Regions from separate parts of the Mus musculus genome. Here region 1 is linked to region 2. The links are chromatin contacts, called in public Hi-C maps. All regions are on one chromosome and are shown on one strand. The core of a region is the stretch at or near the end of the contact, and the rest is flanking DNA. Distances in the headings are between cores, read along the strand shown.

The links. A called contact is a pair of places that touch in the nucleus more often than the background predicts.
Region 1: a contact with region 2 is called in a Hi-C map of muscle stem cells, with 2.3 times the contacts expected there. The contact joins two enhancer-like sites. A contact is called at or near these places in 4 of 484 Hi-C or Micro-C datasets (embryonic stem cells, muscle stem cells and nephron progenitors) and 1 of 115 datasets of contacts at active chromatin or transcription factors (embryonic forebrain).

Annotation. Positions count from the first base shown.
Region 1 is chr7:36,715,263-36,719,072 of GRCm38.p6, forward strand. All of the region lies in intron 1 of Tshz3 (teashirt zinc finger family member 3), which reads left to right. Among named protein-coding and RNA genes, the nearest start is that of Gm36722, 19 kb to the left of the region's middle. Within about 2 kb of position 2,484, at least 33 of the 459 cell types and tissues checked have an H3K27ac peak or open chromatin away from gene starts, as enhancers often do. A contact at or near this core is called in muscle stem cells, where this site is marked.
Region 2 is chr7:36,549,089-36,553,051 of GRCm38.p6, forward strand. No RefSeq gene overlaps it. Among named protein-coding and RNA genes, the nearest start is that of Gm38992, 8.1 kb to the left of the region's middle. Within about 2 kb of position 1,268, at least 3 of the 459 cell types and tissues checked have an H3K27ac peak or open chromatin away from gene starts, as enhancers often do. A contact at or near this core is called in muscle stem cells, where this site is marked.

The DNA of each region.
Region 1 (3,810 bases), core at 1,234-3,733, 170 kb after region 2:
CGTGAGAGTCAAGTATTGTTGCGCAGTGGCTCCCTGTAAGTAGGCCATTTATCTCAGTTCCCAGATTCAGTGGGCTAGCCCACAGATAAAATCTATCTATGGGTTATCTCATCATAGCTCCAAGAAATGTAATCTTGATTTGCATCTGATGATGGACTTTTATTTAGTGTCTGACCATTGTGTTTGATTGGCTCTCAGAGCTGGCCTGGTGGTTCCCTCTGCCATGTATAGTAGAGAATGGGGGTGTTAACTCTTTATACTCCCCAGGAGCCCTTAGCAGCTTCTGTGGATCTTGGTAGGAGGGCAGTATTCTGGGCTGAGTCTCTCAATTCAGTTGTTAAGCATATCATGAAATTCCAGATGTAATAATAAAATTTATAATGCTTGTGTTGTCAGGAGGCACAGGACTCAGTGACAGCTGAAGAAGAGGGTCATCTTGTACTTCGAATGTAATGTGACGCAGGGTCTTGGCAGGGGAGGGTGACTTTGCCGTCAAGCAGAGAGACTGCACATTGTGGTAAATGGTAATGCCATTTTTTTTTCTTCTGGAGACACACTGGGGCAGTGGGAGAGTGTGAAGAAGGAAATTCATTGCCCAGGCCATATTTTCTTCAGGAACTCCATCATCCTTCTTTGCGATTGCCCCTGCCCTGGGGAGGTGGTAGCTCTAGTATCCAGGGACACAGTCTTGGGGAAGGACATGAACGCTCAGATCTTAGAAACAGCTACACTTCTTCGGAAAGGTACTGCGTATTCTCACATGGAAACAAAACCCAAAAAGAAAATGGATGGTCTACTAAAATCAACAGACTGTCGCTTCCCGGCTTGATGGGGCAGCTCTGACCACTGTAGGTGGCAATGGCAGATAGAAGGGCTCGGAGCTTCTGACCACAGCGAGACGGGTGATGCGGTCGCTGGCCTGCTTCCCTGCAGCTCCATGTGGTTTGCTTCCTCCATGACATTTTCAGAGGACCTGTGCCTCCATGGAAAGGCTTGGGTTCCCTCTATTCTGGTGGCGTGCAATCAGTCCAGAAGATTTTAGTTGTGGGACTTCTGGAGACACCTTAGTCACATTCACCAGACGCTATTATCCCTACGATTATTTCCGTGATTGTGTGAATACTAATTAATTAAAAAAATCACTACAGCATATATGAAATATCAGTGATAGACCTAGTAAATAAGTTATTTTAATAGTTTAAGCAATGAAAGTAACTGAATGCCCCTTTTAAATTCATCAGTGAAACAACAATAATTTATGCTTCACCGTGGACGAGGTTTTTACACATATTTTCTTTTCTTTGTAGTGCTGGGGCTTGAACCCAGGGCCTTATGCATACCAGGCAAGAGTTCCAAGACTGAGGTGGAACCTCCGGTTCATAGCAGATATGTCTCCTTCATTTTATTTGTTTATTTCTTTGGGAGATCAGGTATCACCTGACTAGCCCAAAATTCAGGTTAGGGCTCTTGCTCTCAATCCTCCTGCCTCGGCCTTAGAGTGCTTGGATGACAGGCCTGGGCCACCTTCTCTGGCTGCAGAGACATTTGTAAAGTCCCAGTCCAGGTCATCTCCTCCCCTTTCAGTGGTCAGAGAACAGACACAGCCCATCTCTAGCAAAGGCCTGCACTCCTCATTACCCCCTCAGCACAGCCAGCATGGTAGTTGGGCTCTTCTTTTTTGTGTGTGTTCTTGCCAGGCAACCTTCTCCAGATGACTCTGTTCCTGCCAAAAGGAGCTACCGTGAAGGCTCCATCCCTGATCATCCCTCGATGTGTCTCGGGCCAGATTCCCTGCTCAGGATGCTTTAGGACCTAGAAGAGTAGGGAATTTTTTTTTTTTCAATTTCAAGTGGCCTTTTGCCTCCTGTAAAAAGCTCATTCATGTCTGCAGTCCAGAGGGATGTGTAGACCACACAGCATCATAACACCCACGTTTTTTTCCCCCTACCCATCCCCCCCCCCCTTTGCTAGGTTAGGTCATAGAGAGGGTACGAGGGAATTGGAGAGCAACCAGGAGGTTGTGCTGTGGCCAGTGCAGACCCTTGGAGAGGCCTGGATGCTGTGAACCCCCTGACTTCCAGTGGTACCCACTGGCTGGCGCTGGGTGTTCAGGCATCCGCAGTGGTCTGTGCTTATGCAGCACATCCCAGCTCGGGGATGCTGCCTCCAGAGGCTCCTGCAGGCAGTTCCAGCTCGCTTAGATCTGCCCTTGCTAGTGGGAGAGATTTACTGGAAGCCCTCAAAGGCAAAGCAGCTCAGGGGCTTGAGGTCTATTCTTTGCTTTTCTCTTTCTTTTTTTTCCCCCTCTTTTTCTTGCAAGTTTTATTTTTGACCCAAAATATTAAATTTCCCGGGGATGGGGGAAAAAGCAGAGCCGTTAAAGAGAGAGGACACCCTTTTATTAACCAAGAAGCAGCTCTTTTGAATTACAGAGGAGAATTTGACCCCTTTTGAAAGGAAATAAAGGAGGAACCCCATGTAAGGAAAGCAAGAAAAGCTGATGTTACATTTTCTGTGATTACTCATATCCGAGGCTGGAGCTCCGGGAAGTCGGCTATAATGGAATTTTTTTCTTTTTTTTTTCTTTTTGTTTTTCCTCCTCTGAGTTGTGTCTCTGCTCTTCTTCCTCTCCTATGAGAGAGAGTAAGGAGTAGTTTGTGCTTGATGGGAAAGAATACTTGCTTTCTGACTTGCCATCTCCCTCTGACTGGACCCAGGGTCCAGGTTGAAGGACCGTGTAATTAATTCTCTTAACCAGGGAGCTGTTAAGGCTCAGAGAGGCAGGAAGGGAATGGCGCAGCAGGGTGTCCCTGAACCCAGAACTCGGCCAGCTTGCACCTGAGTTTTGACACCAGCCTGTAACAGCAGTGATCAGCTATAAATAATTCACCTCCAGAAGTGAAAAGTCGAAAGCCTCGGTAGAGGTTCACAACCATTAGTCGCCGTTTCGTTGGCATCGTTTAAAAACTATTTTCCTGCGTATACTGTGTGAGTTTCTAGGAGCCTGGTGCATACCCTGAGACCCAAATCAGAGGTGCCACAGCCCTGGCTGCATTCAGCAGACGTGTGCGTGTGTGCATGTGTGAAAACTGCAGGGTATGCCTGTTGCCAGGTCTCGCCTCCTTCCCCGCACCCTGGAAGATGCTCATTGTAGTTTCTTGATACTTAAGCTCTGCCTGCATAAGGTGCAGCAGGCACCTGGTACCTTCATCTGGGCAGTGAGAAATGACCATCGTTTCTTCCTTCTTGCTCCGAGCTTAGGTGACCAAACCAAGAAGTAATTAGACAATTAGTGGTGACAAAGATGGGTCTGTTCTTCCTTCCTTAGTTTTATTTTAGTCCGGTGTGGTGTCTGCATCTTAATAAGATTCCCATTTATGTTGTGGTAGATGGGCCCACCAACCCTACGAGCCTTTTTGGATTTAATGACAAAGCAGGGCCACTGGCTTATCCAAAAATGTGGTGTCTGGAAGTTTAAATGTAGACACACACATAGTTCTTACAAGAAGTGGATCCTCCAGTCTCAGGCTGAGATTGGTGAGACGTGTTTGGAAGCCACTGCATTTAGGTGACAACTGAAATAAAGGTTTTGAAAGGATATACAGAAAGTTGACACATCTGAAGCCTGCCTCTTCAGGGCTGTCTCCTGTGACTGTGGTTGCAGATAATTCTTTATTCTTATTTGGTAATACGCACACCGTTTAAATGGTATGGCAGTTAATCGTGATTGTTTTAAAATATAATTTCATAGATGGAGCTTTTGTATACCAGGTAGGCCTGACTTCTTATCATAAAAAATAAACTCTACAA
Region 2 (3,963 bases), core at 18-2,517:
ACTGGCCTTCTGTCCCTATCATATCTTGTGACTTATTTTTACAGTGGCACTGACACCAATCTCAGCAGCCCTGTCTACAGGACAAAGAAACCCACTGTGCCTGCTGCTTCCCAGGGTGGCTCAGGTTGGCAGGGGAGGAAAAGGGCTGTAAGGATCAAAGGTCACTTGGGTCAACCCCGAATTCAAGGCGCACCGGCCTTTCCTAATGTAAGAACACGCATCTCACCATCTCTGCTTCACACATGCACAGCTAACAAGAAATGTGGGGCCATGGATTTGTGTGACTGTGGACTACGGAATGCGATACCATCGTCTTTCACTCTAAGCCCAACTGTGCTTAACCTGCAATGCGTGCAACACGTTGGCAAACAACTTGAACTGTTTTTTGTTTGTTTGTTTGTTTTTGGTTTTTTGAGACAGGGTTTCTCTGTGTAGCTCTGACTATCCTAGAACTCACTCTGTAGACCAGGCTGACTCAAAAGTCCACCTGCCTCTGCCTCCCAAGTGCTGGGATTAAAGGCATGCACCACTACTTGAACTGTTTATGTGCCCTTAATCGGTGAGCCATCATTTAAATTCCCTACTTAGGATTATTTAGACAAGTTTTGTGTGTGTGTGTGTGTGTGTGTGTGTGTGTGTGTGTGTGTGTGTGTGTGTGAGCCATCATTTAAATTCCCTACTTAGGATTATTTAGACAAGTTGTGTGTGTGTGTGTGTGTGTGTGTGTGTGTGTGTGTGTGTTGCATGCTTCTATGTGCATGCACCGTTTGTTCCTGTGTCTGCAGAAATCAGAATAGGGTATAGGGTGCCACATCTCCTGGAACTGGAGTTGCAGACAGTCGTGAGCAACACTCACATGAGGGTTGAGAATGGAACCTGGGTCTGGGAAGAGCACCCAGTGCTCTTAAGCTCGGAGCCATCTCTCCTGGCCCTACTTAGTGTTCTTACCGAAGTATCCTTGCCTCACGCCCTGTAGCATTCATTATGCTGCTACTGGGTACCAAAGGCCATGCCAGGCACTGATGAAGACAGGGCATCATGGGACCCACAATTGTCCATAGGGAGCTTGTTTTCAATGGAGGCTGTGGTAACTGGACAGAAGACATTCAGCACATCAAGGGTTAACAGACAGTAGCAGATCTGAGGAGGCCGAAGATCAGGCAGGCCCCTTGGAGTAAAATATGAAGAACAAGGAAATGTCATGGGTGGAAGGAACATATCTGTATGCCTGTGTGCCAGGGAAGGCAGGCTGTACGGTTGGGGAATCCCAAGAGGAACACACAGTAGCATTTGTTAAGCCTGTTCTGTGGTGATGTGGGTGGAAGGCAGGCTTGCTTGTATGACAGAGCCCTGACCCTGGGCTGCCACGCTTTGGCTTCGGGACATGCAAGAACTAGAAAAAGAAGGATTTACAGGAGCCGTCCAAAGGAACAGGGCTGCAATCCAGTAATGGGACTTCACAGTGTGTGTTGGTTAGTTTTACACTGCAGTGACCAAATCTCTGAGGAAAAGGGGCTTGGGATAAAAAGTTTATTTGGCTCATGCTTTGATGGAGTTCAGTTTTTTGAGGGTGACCCTCTTGTGTTCAGCCTCCTTGCAAGATAGAAATGTGGCAGAAGGATAACAAGGTAGGGAAGCTGTGAGCCTCAAAGCAAAGGAAGGAGGTTGAGAAGTCTGAAGCAAGACACCTATCAAAGGCCACTTCCCCGCTGACCTAATTCCTCCAAGGAGACCGCTACCTCCTCATTTCAACCACCTTCCTACAACACAATGAAGATGTGAATACACCCATGAATGAATTCACTGATGATGTCTGAGCCTGTATGGTTCAATCATTTCTCAATAATTTGGTATGGTCAGTAAGGGCCAGGCCTTTTACACAAGCGTCTTCAGACAAGCATTTCATAGCCATTCCAAACCGTGGGTTGGTGAGAGCTGGAGGCTGCAGAACACCAGCCTTCAGCCCCAGGCCAGGTTGCCTTCACCGTGGGAGCACAGCTATGCCTCTCAATTGTCCCATCCTTCCTGACTGGGGTAGCACCACTTTTCACAAGGCAAGCAACTGAGAGGAATTTGGCAAAACCCAAAGGAATAGGCCAGATTTAAGAATGCCAAAATGAAAATGCAGCCGAAAAGTAAAAGGAAAGGAAAGGGGAGGGGAGGGGAGGGGAGGGGAGGGGAGGGGAGGGGAGGGGAGGAGAGGAGAGGAGAGGAGAGGAGAGGAGAGGAGAGGAGAGGAGAGGAGAGGAGAGGAGAGGAGAGGAGAGGAGAGGAAAGGAGAGGAAAGGAAAGGAAAGGAAAGGAAAGGAAAGGAAAAGAAAGGAAAAGAAAGGAAAAGAAAGGAAAAGAAAGGAAAAGAAAGGAAAAGAAAGGAAAAGAAAGGAAAAGAAAGGAAAAGAAAGGAAAAGAAAGAAAGGAAAAGAAAGGAAAAGAAAGGAAAAGAAAGGAAAAGAAAGGAAAAGAAAGGAAAGGAAGAAAAGAAGGCATGTGCGGTCTGTGACTGCCTCTGACCTGAGCATCCAGTGGGGAAAGCATGGATAGACACTCCTCTCTCTTAAGTAGCTCACAATGCAGCTGAGACAGCCAGATATGCGAGGACCAATGGAAGCACAGCACTGAGAGATGGGAGGGATAACATGGACAAAGTGAGATTTCCTCACTCCCAGGACCACCCTGACATGAACCTGCTGGTGGTCGTTGGTAAGGGGCAGAGGGACTGTATTCACTGAATGTCTACTGTACTCTGGGCATTGTCCCTGACCTATGACCCTTACAGTCTACAGGAAATGTAAAAAGGCAAACCAGTTACCGAGCACCATGTCATGGGTCATCTAATCCGTCAAGGGCAGGGATGCAATGTGAGCTCCTGGAAGGGACACCTCATCCAGGCTTAGGGACAGGGAACATTCTCCTGAAGGTATATGGCTCTTCACTTGAAATGAGGGTGGAGAGTAGTCAGAAGAGAAGCTGGAGGAAGTGGTAGCAAATCTGAAGGGTATGGTAAAGACAGACCCTATCAAGACATTTGTGACCACTCCAAAGGAGAGAGAGCATTTTGAGTTCGAATGTGGTGGTAACCAGGGATGTGTGATGGAGACTGGAAAAAGCACAGTGATGAAAAAGAACGGGAAGCGCACAGTGGGTACTGCCAATTCTATCCCAGGTCACAGTGTGCAACCTCGGTTAGGTTTCAAGTGGAGAGGTGACTCTGCAGGGAGAGGGCTTGTTGCTCTTGCAGAGGACCTAGGTTCAATTCTCAGCACCCACATGGTGGCTCACAACTGTCTGTAACTCAGTTCCAGAGGATGTGATGTCTTTAGGTGCTGGGGAGATGGCCAAGAGATGCAGGCTAAGAGACAGGCTGCTCTTACAGAGGACATGGATTCTATTACCAGCATCTACTGGTGATTTACAATTGTTCTTATCTTCAGTTCCAGGGAATCCAGTGCCCTCTTCTGACCTTTGAGGTAATCAGGCATATACATGGCACATGTATACGCATCCAAGCAAAAATTCATACGCATAAAATAAATAAATCTAAAATAAAAGATTAAGGAACATTTTATTGAGACATGGTGCAGTCTTCCTGGTGGCAATCTCTTGTCTGAATTTTGCTTTTCACAGGCCAGGAGCTTCCTGACCAGGGTGGAGGAATATAATTGGTGCCTTGATGTGGAGGGTGGAGAGAGGTGGAAGTAGAAAAGTGATGGGCTGGGGAGAGGGGTGGTGAAGGGGGTCTGGATTCTGGAAACAGAATGTTAGAGACTCCTGTGTCCAGAGGAATTCTGTGTGGGGCCCACAGGCTGAGCCTAAACTCAGACCCCAGACCCACAGCAAGGCAGAATTTCTACCTCCCTCTTGCAAGGCCCACTGTTGTTCTTTTATAACGTGTAATAGTTGTAGATGGGGTACAGTGTGATATTGATGTATACAATGAATACTGATCAAATCAGGGGAACTGGA